Regions from separate parts of the Rattus norvegicus genome. Here all the other regions are linked to region 2. A link is a contact called in public Hi-C data. All regions are on one chromosome and are shown on one strand. Each heading gives the region's core, a stretch centred on a gene start, on an enhancer-like site or on the middle of the called end of the contact. The rest is flanking DNA. Distances are from core to core; before and after follow the strand shown.

Region 1 (4,581 bases), core at 613-3,112, 110 kb after region 2:
ATAGCCTAACCTGGCTAGCTTGCTTTAAGGATCCCCCTTGTCTCTTCTTTAGTGCTGGAATCCCAAGTGACCCACCATGCCCAGGAGGTTTTCTCATGGGTCCTGAGGATCCAAGCTCCAGGCCTCAGACTTGCAGAGAAAACACTTCACTTGCTGGGCCGTCTCCTCAGCCTCTGAACCACAGGTTTTTTACTAGGTTTACAGTACCAGATATGAACCTCCTCCTTTGGAAGGGGCCCAGAATCCAATTAACAATTAGTTGGTTACCCCCACAATAGCCTTCGCATTGTTGGGCTAGTGGGCACATTTTGCCTAACCAGCCACTGTTGCTGCTTGTAGGGTCACACCTGGGTAACCCTGTGTGACAGTTTCCCCAGAAGCCTACATAGCATCTTGTGCTTTAAAGACGAGGCAACATAATTCTAACTTCATCTCTGTGACCTGTGCCAGACCGTGTGTGTTTGGCAATAGGGTTTGCCATCTAGATGACTCATCATCCTTTTTAAAATTAATTTTCTTTTTTTTAGATTTATTTATTTATTATATACAAGTACACTGTCCATCACTGTCTTCAGACACACCAGAAGAGGGCATCAGATCCCATTACAGATGGTTTTGAGCCACCATGTGGTTGCTGGGAATTGAACTCAGGACCTCTGGCAGAGCAGTCAGTGCTCTTAACCACTGAGCCATCTCTCCAGCCCTAATTTTCATTTTTAATTTGTATACATAGGGGAGGTGTGTGATATGTAAGTGCGGGCGCCTATAAAGTTGAGAAGAGTGTCTAGATCCCCTGGAGCTAGAGTTCCAGGATGTTGTGAACCACCTGATGTGGGTGCTGGGAACCAGACTTAGGTCTCTAGAAGAGCAGCAAATACTCTTCACTGCTGGATCATCTCTGCAGTCCCACACCACCTCTTAAGGACCTTGTGTGAGGACTCCATTGGAGCTGGGTTATTATGTCTTAAGATTATTTATTTACACTGGACAGTGGTGGAGCACTTGGAAGGCAGAGGCAGCAGATCTCTATGAGTTCAAGGCCAGCCTGGTCTATAGAGCAAGTTCCAGGACAGCCAGGGCTACACAGAGAAACCTTGTCTTGAACCTCCTCGCCAAAAAAAAAGATTTATTTACTTATTTTATGGGTGTTTTGCCTGGTTGTGTGTCTGCATACTAGAAGAGGGCACTGGGATCCCATGGGACTAGAGCTACTGTTGGCTGTGAGCCGCCATGTAGATGCTGGGAATTGTGTTTTAATGGTGGATAAGACAAGCAGGCTTTGTTAAACCTTCACCTGTTAGAATATATTAGATTCAAACATGGGAACGTGGATGAGTTGAAGAATAAGAGGGCTTCTGAGGAGCTCTGTGAACTCAGGATATTTGAAGGTCATTGCTGAGGTCTAAGGTCTTTTTCTTTGGTTTTCTCGAGCTGAGACAGATAAGACCGTTGGTCCATCAGTGGCTCCTGGCAACAGTGCTCCATCGCCGTCCTCTCCCACCTCCCCAACTCTGGATCCCACTGCTTCTTTAGAGATGAACAATCCTCATGCTATCCCACGCCGGCATGCACCAATTGAACAGCTTGCTCGCCAAGGCTCTTTCCGGGGATTTCCTGCTCTTAGCCAGAAGATGTCACCCTTTAAACGCCAGCTGTCCCTACGCATCAATGAGCTGCCTTCCACTATGCAGAGGAAGACTGATTTCCCAATAAAAAACACAGGTAATGTGTTCTAGCTCCGTCAGAAACAATACTAATCTCTCTAAGTTACTCACGCCTGTCTCTCTGAAGCTGTCACAGTGTGTGTCATTTCATATGACAGCAAACTAGGGCCATGAATAATTAATTTCTCTTCCATAAGTAGTGACAGAGCCACAATGGAATTTCTAGCCTAAGTCACAAAGTCTGTGGTTTGTCCTGATGTAGATGTACTGTCTCTCAACCAGCCTATTTCTGTACATAAAGGGCTCCAAATCTCCATTCTTACTGTGCTCATAGGACCCCAGAGAATTAAATAGGCTTTAGAAACATTTACAGGTTAATAGCAGCACTGTCAAAGGAACAGAAGAAATGGATAAGTGTTCTTGTATCTGTGGGAGGTTGGCTTCATAGGAAGAAACTAAATGGTCTCATATAGAGATCTAAGGTCTATCCATCAGCAGGAGGTGGTTGCTCACACTTATTCATGGCCGCTGTGTGTCTGTGTGTCTGCAGTTCATACGAGCTACAGCTAAAGTGTTAGGTCTGGTTGGTGCTTTACCAGCCCTGCCATCCTTCCTTCCCTCTGAAGTGTGTCACGCACGCTGTCTCCTTAAGTGACCAGGACGAAGCTGTAGATCAGTAGGCACTCCTACTGACAGCACTGTGCGAGCACAGAAAAGACGGACCTCTGCGCAGTAAAACTAAGCATAAAGAACAGTTGGAGTTAGGTGGTCATGGCAAGTCTTTTCAGCTTTCAGCACCCTCAAAACAAACTCCAGGTGCTTCAAGTACCTCTTTGCAGTCTCCCTCTGGGGCAGATGAGGCACAAAATCTTTCTCTTTTCACAGATCAGCAAAGGCTCAGTACACATAAATTGTTTGCTCAGTAATGAGGAAATGTTCTCAGAGGCCCGCCCTGCCTCTACCTTCCCCTTTTCCCCTCCCCCAGGATCTGAAATTACTTGAACCCAAACTCTGGGCCAAAGCAGTCTTTCTGCTTGGCTTTCCAGAATTAGTATTAAGAGAGTCTTTGGGCTGGAGAGATGGCTCAGCGGTTAAGAGCACCCAATTGCTCTTCCAGAGGTCATGAGTTCAATTCCCAGCAACCACATGGTGGCTCACAACCATCTGTAAAGAGATCTGATGCCCTCTTCTGGTGTGTCTGAAGACAGCAATAGTGTACTTATATATAATAAATGAATAAATCTTTAAAAAAAAAAAAAGAGTCTTTAGCGTCCTACATTTCTTTTTTTTTTTTTTTAATTTTTATTTATAGGAGTACACTGTCGCTGTCCTCAGACACACCAGAAGAGGGCATCAGATCTCATTACAGATGGTTGTGAGCCACCATGTGGTCGCTGGGATTTGAACTCAGGGCCTACTGGAAGAGCAGTTGGTGCTCTTAACCACTGAGCCATCTCTCCAGCCCTAGCGTCCTACATTTCTACTATAAACTTTAAAGATGAGAGTGCCAGGCAATAGTGTCACAGGCCTTTAATCCCAGCACTTGCAAGGCAGAGGCAGGACAATCTCTGAGTTTGAGACCAGCCAGGTCTACAGGGACAGGATAGCCAGAGTTATAGAGAGACCCTTTCTTGAAACACCCCTGCCCTCCAAAAAAAGAAAAGAAAATGAGAATGTTAACATGCCCTAATTTATTCAGAGAAAAGCTTTTGTATCTAGACTTAACCCTATTTTTCTGAAAAAAAAAAAATGTTTATCAGCTCTAGAACTTGATTGGGTTGTAGCTTCTGGGAACGGGTTGACCCAGCTGTACAAAAGGCCTCACATAAAAAACCCGACAATGTCTCAAGAAGAAGTAAATTAGGGATTTGCAGAGAAAGGCATCTTAGTGCATGAGTTATTGATGTTTTCTACTTTCCGGTCTGAAAGTTGAGGTGTTAATTAATTTACTGAAGCTGATCGTGTAGCCTGACAGTTGAGACTCGTCCTTCTGCAGGGACAAGAGTTAAAGTGAGAAATGGCTGCCTGCACCGTACTGTCATAGCTTAGGACTCCTCCATTTTCTGTCCAGAACCATTTCCTGTTTGCCTTGCAGTGCCTGAGGTGGAAGGAGAGGCAGAAAGCATCAGCTCCCTGTGCTCCCAGATCACCAGTGCCTTCAGCACACCCTGTGAGGACCCCTTCTCCTCTGCCCCAATGACCAAACCAGTGACATTAGTGGCACCACAGTCTCCTGTGTTACAAGGTTAGTGACCTCTGGCTTGAGTTTTTCTCTTTAAACTAACCCTGTTAGCATGTGTCTCATGAGCTGGAAGTCGGCCTCCCTGGCTTGCCATTACCCCTCCTTCCTGTCAGCCACAACTTTGGGCTTTTGTTCTCTGTCTAAGCTGTCCATTTTTCATCACTTGGCATGTGTACATCTGTCTGTCCACGCGTCTGGGAGTCTCTGTAGCCTCAGTCCACTGCTTTATTTGCCTCTTGACCTAAGGGACAGAACAGCCTGCCAGTTAGTTTAACAGAACTAACAGCTCTCAGGATTGGTTCAAGCTCTGGGATTCTCCACCAAGGACAGTTCTGCCCCTCAGGAAAAATCTGGTATTCATTGTGTGGAGACATTGGGGATTACTGTAGCATGCGGAGTACTGCCAAGCATCCTTCAACATGCAAGACAGCACCTATATCAGCTTATCATCCATCCCAAAATGTCAGTGGTGCTGACATTGAGACCTGGACTCACCTTCTCTGTCCTGAAAGAGATTCATAAAGTAGAAGCCTCTCTTCTAGCTCCCTGGTTCATCTTGTGGTTTCTAAATTGGCCTTTGTGACAATAGAATTACTTCAGGGTTGGAGTTGGTGCCTCCCCCCCACCCCCACTCCACCCCAAGATGCTAAATTAAATTCCTAACTTACAGTAAAT
Region 2 (4,788 bases), core at 1,071-3,570:
CCAGGGGGTCAAAAAACCCTGTTTTCAGTAGCTGAGATAAGGAGTGGCTGACCTTTGTGGCAATTATCCACCAACCTTTGTGATAGCAGTCTGAGCCCCTAAACTTAGATGTCGAGTCCCCGTCGTGAGACTGGCCTAATTCTATGTTCCTTATGGCACCTGGTCACTGGCTGTGCAAAGCCGTTATTACCCAAAGTACCATAATAATGGCCGTGCCCTCCAATGACGTCATTGTTTCCTATCTGCTAGGACACTCATTGCCTTCCGACTTGCCGTAAAACTGGTACCACGGCACACCGCCAAGGCTAGTGAGGAGGGGGCTGCTGGCGAAGCATTCAAAAGCTGTGTAAAGGGATGCTGGGATGCTGCATCCTCAGCAGGTACCTTCCTGTCTGCACATTCGCCTCACGTGGGATGTTAGCTTGGGCCTTCCGTCTTCACTTCCATCTTATCGTGGTCAGTGCGTGGTTTTTCCTTCAGTGAAATGATTCAGGCGTCTCTGGAGGAGTTATTTTGGCTTTCCCACTTTCCTTTTATGGATTTTCTGTGAGTCACTGAATCGAATGGGAGGTTATTTCTAAATTGGAAGGTGAGGATGAGAGAAAAAGGGAAGAAGGTTCCAGAAGATAACTAGGGGGGGAAAAACACCCCACTTTATTGTTATGTATAGTTACTGGAGGAATAATTTCTGCTTGGTTTGATGATAGAAATTTGCAGTTTATCTGAGCTCAACTAAAAATACATGTTAGAAAATAGACACCCCCCAACCCCGCCCCATCCCAACTAATAAGCTTCGTAGTTTTAGATCTGGATCTTGCTTTGTAAAGGGCAGAGGGCTAATAAATAGAAGAGATATGGCACGAAGAGTTACAGCAAAAAGGCAGGGGCAAAGTACACAATTTACAAAGTCCACTCCTGGAGCCACAGGAAGGCCTTTATTCCAAGACCTTGTGTTTGAGAACATAGACTTCCTTAAAAAAATCTATTATCGTAGCTTTGCATATTCCGGGTGGAGTTGTGGAGAAGGTATATTTAAACTTGACTTAGAAACTGAGAGAGTAACCAGGCCAGCATTTTCTTATTTCGGAGTAGGAAAAGCGCTGAAAAGGAAAAAGGAAAGCAGAGAGAGCTAATGACGAATGCATTTCTAGGAGCAGAATTTTTATAGCAACACCAGATTTCTCAAAAAATGCCTACTGAGATTTGTACCCAAATGAATAAGAAGTGCAATCATTTATTTTCGTGTATTGTACCAAGTGATGGGGGGAAAAGCCCTGCGATTCATTCAATGGTCCTAATTTAGACTGCTAAGAATAGGAGAGGTAGAAAGAGAGCGAAAGGAGAAAGGGAGAGAGGAGGGACGGACGAGAGAGAGAGAGAGAGAGAGAGAGAGAGAGAGAGAGAGAGAGAGAGAGAGAGAAAGAGAGACACACACACACAGATTGATTGATTGATTGATTAGTATCTGGCAGACAGCTAGTAATACAAGAACTCCTAAACTTAAAACTCAGGTAGTGCTAGGAAGTGATAGTGGGCGCGTGAACTTCTTATTTCCAAAGCACTATAAGGATAAATTGCTGCCCATGTTTTCAAATCTTGATGGTTGTTTGGTCACTTGGCAGACCCAGGAGAGTGGGTCTGGAAGCTGGGAAACTCTTAAAACGACAGACACAATTATAAATATTATTTCTTGACGATATTTATAAATGCAATGGAAACAGACTGCTGCGCTCTGCCCTAACCTTAAGCGTGGAGACTACCGGAAAGAACTTCAGGGAAACTTGAAGAAAACACGAGGGAAATTTTAATCTATGAGATACCTTTCTGTTGAGGAATGGGACCGTTCTTAGACACAACCCCTGAAGTCGTTCCCTCCTTAAGCTGGCAGAGATGTTTCCCCTTTTAGGAAGAGAACCAGAAAAGTAAGAGTTTACTGCGCCAGCCCCACAACAAAGAGTTAACCCTTCCCGGTAACCTCGGACGTGAGCATCTGCCCCTTCTTTGCTTCTACTGCGCAACCAAACTGTGCACGGGGCTTGAACCAACCGCGGCCAGCACACTCCTTGCCTGTTAAGGTAACAGACACTATCAGTAGCCTATCATAACTTCGAACTGCCCAATCATCAACCAATTACAACTAAAGCACGATCTAGGCCGGTCCAGGTCCGGGCGGGGGCGAAGACTCGGTCCAGGAAAAGGGGCGGTAAAGACAGGATGACAGGCAGGAAGAGTCAACCAATCATAGCAGAGAGCCGCCGCCCCTCCAGCCAATGGATAAGTTGGAAGTGTGGGATGGGGCGGGCCTGTTGTCATGGGGGAGGTGGTGGCGCTTGGTGACTACTGGCGGCGGAGGTAGAGTCTGAGGCGCCGGAGTTGTGCAGGGCCAGCGGCAGGTGAGTGCGGGCGCGGCGGGCCTGAGGTGCGGAGGCGGTGGCGGGCCGGAAACTCTAGCTGTGCGCTCCGGAGGCAGAGGCCGGGGGCCAGGGCTGCGGGCCCGGGTGCGTCGGGGTCGGGCGCGGCGGGAGATCGGCCGGGTTCCTGCCGTCGGAGTTCGCGCTGGGAAGGTAGGTTGGCGTGGGACTCCGGCGGGGGCAGGCCGGGAGGTCCCTTGGGCTGCCCAGAGGCAGCCCTGGGTACAGTGACGGGAGCCTGTGTGTGTGCGGCTTCCTGAAGAGACCCGAGCGGCGGGGGTCTGCGAGTGGGGGCGACCCGGAGCAAGTGGCCCCGGGGCCGGAGAGACGAGGGGATACCGGGGTTTCTCGGTGCTCTGGGAGCCTAGGGGGCCGAGAGAACTGGGAGTGGCCCCTGTCGGAGAGTGGTGGGAGGTGAGGAGACCGAGGGTGGCGGGGGTCCGGGGTGACAGGGAATGGAGGAAAGGCGCCGAGTACGGTGCGAACCCCCGTGAGAAGGGCAGCTGTCGGAGGAGGAAGGGTCTGCGGGGTGGAGACCTTGAACGAACTCCTCCGGGGAGGGACCGCGGCGCCCTGCCCCCCACAGCGGGTCTGGGACTGGAGTCTGGACTGAGGGAGGACCCTCAAAGTGACGGCTTCGAGTCGCACGAGTTGGGATTTGAGACTAGGATAAGGGTTCAGCGGCAAAGTGGAAGTTCCCCTTAAGCAAAAAGGGTTGGAGGTAAGAGGGGAAGAGTAATTTCCCTGGAGGAAGGGAGTTAAGAGAGATCTGGGGAAACTTGCCCGGGAGTGGGTGAGTGGTCTTGTAGTCTTGTGGAAGCTGGCCAAGCCAGTGGATCTGAGAATTTAACAATGGTGCAAGTGAGGGCTTCCGAAAACAGGAGAAACTAATTATTACTAATATGCCAAGCTGGACCAGAGACTCCGTCCTTAAAAGCAAGGTTACAGTGTCTTGGAGGCTAGGGCTTTAGAAATAAGTTTTAGGATGACAGCGAAAATACTGGAAAATAAGAACATCAACAGGATGGGGAATTTGAGAGGAAAGGGGAAGGGATAGCCGAACTAAAGGACTTCTGTGACTTGATCAGATAGAGGGTATTCATGAAGCGGATAGGCATGCCCTGCTAAATTGAAAATAACTTAGAATTCTTGTACTATTACTTCTCTGGTAATACTAACAGTTTTTACTGAGAGGGATTTAAATTGTATTTATTTTATTATTCATTCATACGTTTTTCAGAAAGGGTCTTGCTCTGAAGCCCTGGTGAGACCAAGCTCACCTTGAACTTATAGAGATCCCTCTGCCTCTGTCTCCTGAGTGCTGAGACTACAAGTATTCCAAAAAAGTTGTGTGTGTGTGTGTGTTTTTTTTTTTTTTTTATGAATTTGTAGAATTTTTGGAGTGGTGACTGGTGCAGAACTCAGCACTGGTTTGTTACATAGAAAGATCCAAGACTGGAAACACCTTCCTACAGGTTGGTTGGCTCCACCTGAGATTTCCGATCCAGAAGGCCCAGGGGTGGGGTTCAAGAATTTCTCCCAAGCGATGCTTAGTGTTCTTCAAGGGATCATATTCTGAGAACAACTTGCTTTAGTGAAAAGTAGTAGCAGTCAGAACCTTAAAATACTAGAATACCTGCCCATCTTGCTGAAGAGATGAGAGAGAGAACACATCTTATTATAAAGGATACCCCCCCAGTACTGTGGGTGATATTAAATATCTCACACATGCTAGGCATGAGCTCTATAAAAAGTGCTACTCCCCTAACCCAAGAATTTTTTTTTTGAGATCTTAAAAAAATGGAATATTGAACATAAAATAGAATATACTACTTGATAAAGAAAACTCTTGTTTAGGGAAACTTCTTACATATATTTTAAGTCACAGTGTAAAATCTTTGTCTTACAGTCAGAAAAGTTTGACAAACTATTTTGAGTCACAGCATGGGAGAAGCATCCCTTCAATATTAAGGAATTAAGTTATTTATTTTGTGGTAGTTCTCAGGTGGTGATACAGCAGTTTGAATTACTGTGAATTGTGTTGAGGCTCTGATTCTGGGGAACTTTTTTGGATCCCTTGAACCTGGCATGCTCACTTACAGGGAACGTGAGGCAGAGAAACAGTGGTGTTCCTCAGATGGCCCTCTGCAGCTTCACCTGTGCCCTCCTGTTGCCAGTTTTCCTCTCTCTGTACTGAGAAGACATATTAACATTGATCAACTAACTCAACATTGAACTGGTTTAGAATATTTCATGTATAAAGGATAAATAAGCACAAAAGTAAACATTGCAAGAGAGAAAAATGAAAGGATAGCTTAATTTTAGAGGCTAATCTCAGCACTCTGACATCTGAGGCAGGAGGATTGCTGGAAGGCAG
Region 3 (4,448 bases), core at 512-3,011, 67 kb after region 2:
AGGTGTGTTTTGTTTTGTGAGAATGGATGAGAATTAATTCCTGTTGAGAAGGGAGAGCGCCAGGAACTGCAGACTGTATCTTTCTCTCATCATCCCTGGAGATGAGAGCTTCATCCTAGGCCCTTCCACGGTGACATTTGAGGGATGGAAAGAATCTGTTCCACATCAGAAATAAAACTCAGGATGCAAACTGGAAAGAAAGAAAAAAAGGAAAGAATGGGTAAGACTTTAGAATTAATCCTAGAGCTGCCTCTGTGATTTTGAGTAGGTTTCCCTTGCATTCCACATCTCTGGGTCCATTTTCTACCTTTTCTCTTTTGTTCCTATAAAAACTCCTTCCTAACTGTGCCAGGAAGTTTTGAAACTGAACTTGCTCTTTTATCCCTTCTCCCTTGACCTTTCCTTTTGTTTTACTCCCAGGATCCAGTGGTTAGGCCAAGGAGTATATCTCAGTAGTAATAGTAGTAGACTAGCATGTGCCTGCAAAGCTCGCGTCTGTCATTCTGTGTTGTGTTTAATCAGGGAGAGGATCTCGAAGCTACTCGTTACTCATTGCACTTGCAGCAGAGCCATTTTCTGACAAAGGTTGAAAACCTTTTTTTTTTTTTTGTATTTGTGTCACTAAGAACAATTGTGTAAGACATTTATTATTCTCATTTTGCAGATGAGGAAACTGACACTTGGTGAAGTTACGAAATTTGTCCAAAGTCACACAGCTTGTAAAAGGCACAGCCAAGATTCAGAGCCAGGTCTGTCCAACTTCAAAACTACTAATGAAGGCTTAGACACTTGGAACTAGCAGTGATGCACCAACCTGTGATGGGTTGTATTGGTATTAATAATGTGGGTAATTTTTAATGGTGAGGTTTCTGTCCTTTTTGAGGATTATGAGAAGCAGTGTAGCATAGTAGCTAAGGCTGTGGATTTTGAAGAGAGATAACCTGGATAGAGAGGTTTAAGCTTCTATGTTTACTTGTGTGACATTGGTGAAGCTACTTAGCTGCATACCTGAGGTTCCCTTTCTGTAAAACAGTAATAGTGCTGTTGTTCACCTGATGAGATTGCTGTGAACGTTGGGTAATTTAATACATGTAAGAAACTTCTACTTGTCTACACTACGTATTTTCATCTTTTAACAGCTAGTAAAGAAACAGTCATTATTTTAAATTATCTAACAGGACATTGCTTTGAGCAAAGTTTAGGCTACAGTATACACAAACCAAAATTAAGCTTGTATAAATTAGACCTAGAGAAAAATCACTAATTTGATCAAATTCAGATCTGTTGTGAATCACGTAGCAGTTTCCAGGTCTGACATTTACAGGGACCTTATGTATTGTATTAGTTACTTTCACATCACTGTGATGACAGCACCTGACAGAAACAACTTAGAGAGGGTGGTTTTGGTGCACATCCTTCCCACGTGTGAGGCCGTAATGGCAGGGAAGGCTTGGCAGAGCCTTGAGTTTGTGCATAAGGGAGCGTAGGAGACTGTTTCCTGATTTAAGTCTGTGTTCATAGATTAACTTGGTGCTTGATATAGAGATGCACGTATGTATATGTGTGTGGATGTTTTGGTCATATCCATGCCCTCCCATGATTTTTAAAAGTATTTTCTTATTCTGTGTGTATGTGTCTGAGTGTATGTATGTACACAGTATGTGTACAAGAGCACTTGGAAACCCAAAGAGGCATTAGATGCCCTGGATCTGGTATGGGTAGCAGTGAGTCACCGTGTGCATTCTGGGAATGAATCCAGCTCTCTGGAAGAGCAGCCAGTGCTCTCAACTGCTTTCAACTGCAGAGCCTTTGTCACCCTTCTCATACATTTCTGTCTAGTAGTTTCTGCGCCATATTGTTGGCTCGCTAGTACTCATAAGATTTTTTTTTTAAAAATTGCAGTTTTGCTAATTACTTTGTGTTGTTTTACAGTAAGAAAATTGGCCGGATAATCTAGCCTAAAGTGTTATTAGGAATGCTATTTTCTTCTCATTTTTATGGGCTTTTTTCTATTTATGATTCCTTAAGATAGACACTTAACAACTTTTCTTTCTCCTCCTTTTTTTCTTTCTGTAGTTCTGGGAATTTAACCCAGGTCCTCACACATGCTAGGCAGAAGTATCCTAGTTTTCTTTTCTTTTCTCTTTTTTTTTTTTTTCTTTTCTTTTTTTCGGAGCTGGGGACCGAACCCAGGGCCTTGCGCTTGCTAGGCAAGTGCTCTACCACTGAGCTAAATCCCTAACCCCTAGTTTTATTTTCTAATCTAATTTAAAAGTGGCCATGGCCCATGAGCCTTTTATTATTAATTATATATTTTCAAGTGCAAGGTTTTTATTTTTATCTTTCTGTCATGATCAGCTATAATCTGCATAAATCCATGTGTGGTCTTTTGAAAAGTGTGTATATGTTTATATATACACATGTGTATCTTTCTGTCACATTCTATTTGAATTACAAAACAAGATTCAATTGTCTTCTATAATCCAGAAGAGAGGCATCTGAAGCACAATGATCCAGACAGTCTAAGGCTAGAAGGATGAGCAGGGTGAACAGGCAAAGGAAGACGATCAACAGCAGCTGCTGTGACCGCGGCTTGGTGGCTTCTCCTCATGCTCATGAGGCTTAAATGAAGGACCAGTGATCTATGTCTTTATACTTACAGTGGTTTCTAGAAAACTCACTTAGTGTTGTTAATAGAACAATAGTTTCCTTTTTCTCTTTCTGTTTATACTTTTCCTCCCTGTCTACCTCTTTGTCTTCATAGACTTTAACATCTCTGTAAACTAGGAAGTCCCTCTCATTTTATTTTTGATGATTTTTTTCATAATTAATGAACATTAACACTTTCAGCAGCATTTTTCTTAGTGTAATATAAAATAGTGGTACACTTTGCAGTTTTGATGGTATCTCGTGTTACCAGTTTCTTGAGTCAGAGCCAAGTTTTCTGTCTCATGATCAAGAAGAATGAGGAACAAGGACAGTACAAGAAGGGTAGGCAAGCCAAGGTTATTGAGAAGAATCAGCTCTCTAATGAGTTGCCAAATAATGCTTTTGGAGCAGAGGGTGTTTGTGTCCTAGGAATGGACCAGTTTGGTCCTGTCTGTATACAAATGAGATATTAAGCTAGGATGAATCCGGTTAGTTAATTTATATGTTAAGTGGGTAATTCTGATCAGACAGGCAGGCATTTATAAGCTCAGGAAAGCCCACCCTAAGTTCCATGTCAGGGATAAGAACCAGCAAGTAAAAAGAACAGAGGCTGGTGGTTAACCACTGTCTTGATGGCTAGGGCTTTTGGATTTTGATTCTTTAGCTTACCAATTTGGTCATTCATTTAAAAACCTTGGTGTTCTTGGAGGTGACTATCAGTTCCACCAAGACATAGATTACTGTTTCCCTTGGCTCTGTATCCTGACTGCCTACAAATGAAGGCTGCATTGCTCCTAACTCCTACTACTACATCTGATAAAACACACATTTCTACATATACACTACAGCGTGCTTCTTTACCTCATCCTACTTGAAATGTCTCCTTTTTCCATTGTCACCTTATACTTAAATTATTCAAAACCTCTCAAGGATGAAATGTGTGTGTACACATACACACAGTCGCACTCTGCCTTCCCCCTGCTAGTCGAGTACCATATCCCCTGCCTGAGGATATAGTTCTGTTTTCTTATCCTGACTGTCCTTCCATTCTACACAGTCTTTTGTTGGATACAAGGTATTATTAGCAATTAAGGGAAGTATGTAGGTCTGATAAATCATAATACAGACTGTAATATTTATGTTAGTGACCAGTTAAAGCACTTTGAAAGAAATGGAGAGTTGTGGGATAAAGCCCACACCTTTAATCCCAGCACTTGGAAGACAGAAGTAGTTGGATCTCTGTGAGGCTAGCCTGGGCTACATAAGAATTTCTAGGACAGTCAGAGATACATAATACAGGTATCTTGGGGTTTTTTGGTTGTTTTTTTTTTTCTAAGGAATTGTAAAGGACAGGAGAGATGGCTCAGTGACTGAGTGTGCCCGCTACTTTTACAGTCGACCTGGGTTCAGTTTCCAACACCTAGATGGAGGCTCATAACCATTTGTAGCTCCAGCTCCACTAGGATCCGATGTCATCTTCTGGTTTCTGTGGGAGCCAGGTATGCATGTAGTACACATTACATACATGCAAGCAAGGCATTCATAGACAGAAATTTAAAAATAATTCTAAATTTTTAAATTTAATACCTTTTAAATAGATCTTTTTTTTAAAAAAAAAAAAAACGAATTACAGGGAAAGTTATTTAGAAAGTGGAAATGACCTCATCGATGTCATCAGTCAGTGACATTAAAGGTGAAACTTGGACATATGACAAAGAAATAAGTTCTTGGAAAGTCAAGAAGAAAACATTTTAGGAAAAAGAAACAACAGGTCCCAACTAGAAATACTGGAAATAGCC

The links. Hi-C and Micro-C count contacts between places; a contact is called where the count stands out from the background.
Region 1: a Hi-C map of Schwann cells shows a contact between it and region 2, with 3 times the contacts expected there. The contact joins the enhancer-like site here to the promoter of Numb in region 2. A contact is called at or near these places in 4 of 12 Hi-C or Micro-C datasets (the A7r5 cell line, Schwann cells, hepatocytes and 1 more).
Region 3: a contact with region 2 is called in a Hi-C map of prefrontal cortex, with 2.1 times the contacts expected there. The contact joins the enhancer-like site here to the promoter of Numb in region 2. A contact is called at or near these places in 4 of 12 Hi-C or Micro-C datasets (frontal cortex, kidney, liver and 1 more).

The regions. Positions count from the first base shown.
Region 1 is chr6:109,167,057-109,171,637 of GRCr8, reverse strand. It overlaps Numb (NUMB, endocytic adaptor protein), which reads left to right. Exons shown (of 11, transcript NM_001411956.1): 9 at 1,432-1,722; 10 at 3,760-3,909. Among named protein-coding and RNA genes, the nearest start is that of Papln, 40 kb to the right of the region's middle. Within about 2 kb of position 1,862, at least 6 of the 93 cell types and tissues checked have an H3K27ac peak or open chromatin away from gene starts, as enhancers often do. A contact at or near this core is called in Schwann cells, where this site is marked.
Region 2 is chr6:109,281,995-109,286,782 of GRCr8, reverse strand. It overlaps Numb (NUMB, endocytic adaptor protein), which reads left to right and starts at 2,320. Exons shown (of 11, transcript NM_001411956.1): 1 at 2,320-2,393. LOC134479228 (a long non-coding RNA gene) reads right to left here and starts at 2,110. Exons shown (of 3, transcript XR_010052280.1): 1 at 1,821-2,110; 2 at 76-1,100.
Region 3 is chr6:109,214,519-109,218,966 of GRCr8, reverse strand. All of the region lies in intron 2 of Numb (NUMB, endocytic adaptor protein), which reads left to right. Among named protein-coding and RNA genes, the nearest start is that of Numb, 68 kb to the left of the region's middle. Within about 2 kb of position 1,761, at least 24 of the 93 cell types and tissues checked have an H3K27ac peak or open chromatin away from gene starts, as enhancers often do. A contact at or near this core is called in prefrontal cortex, where this site is marked.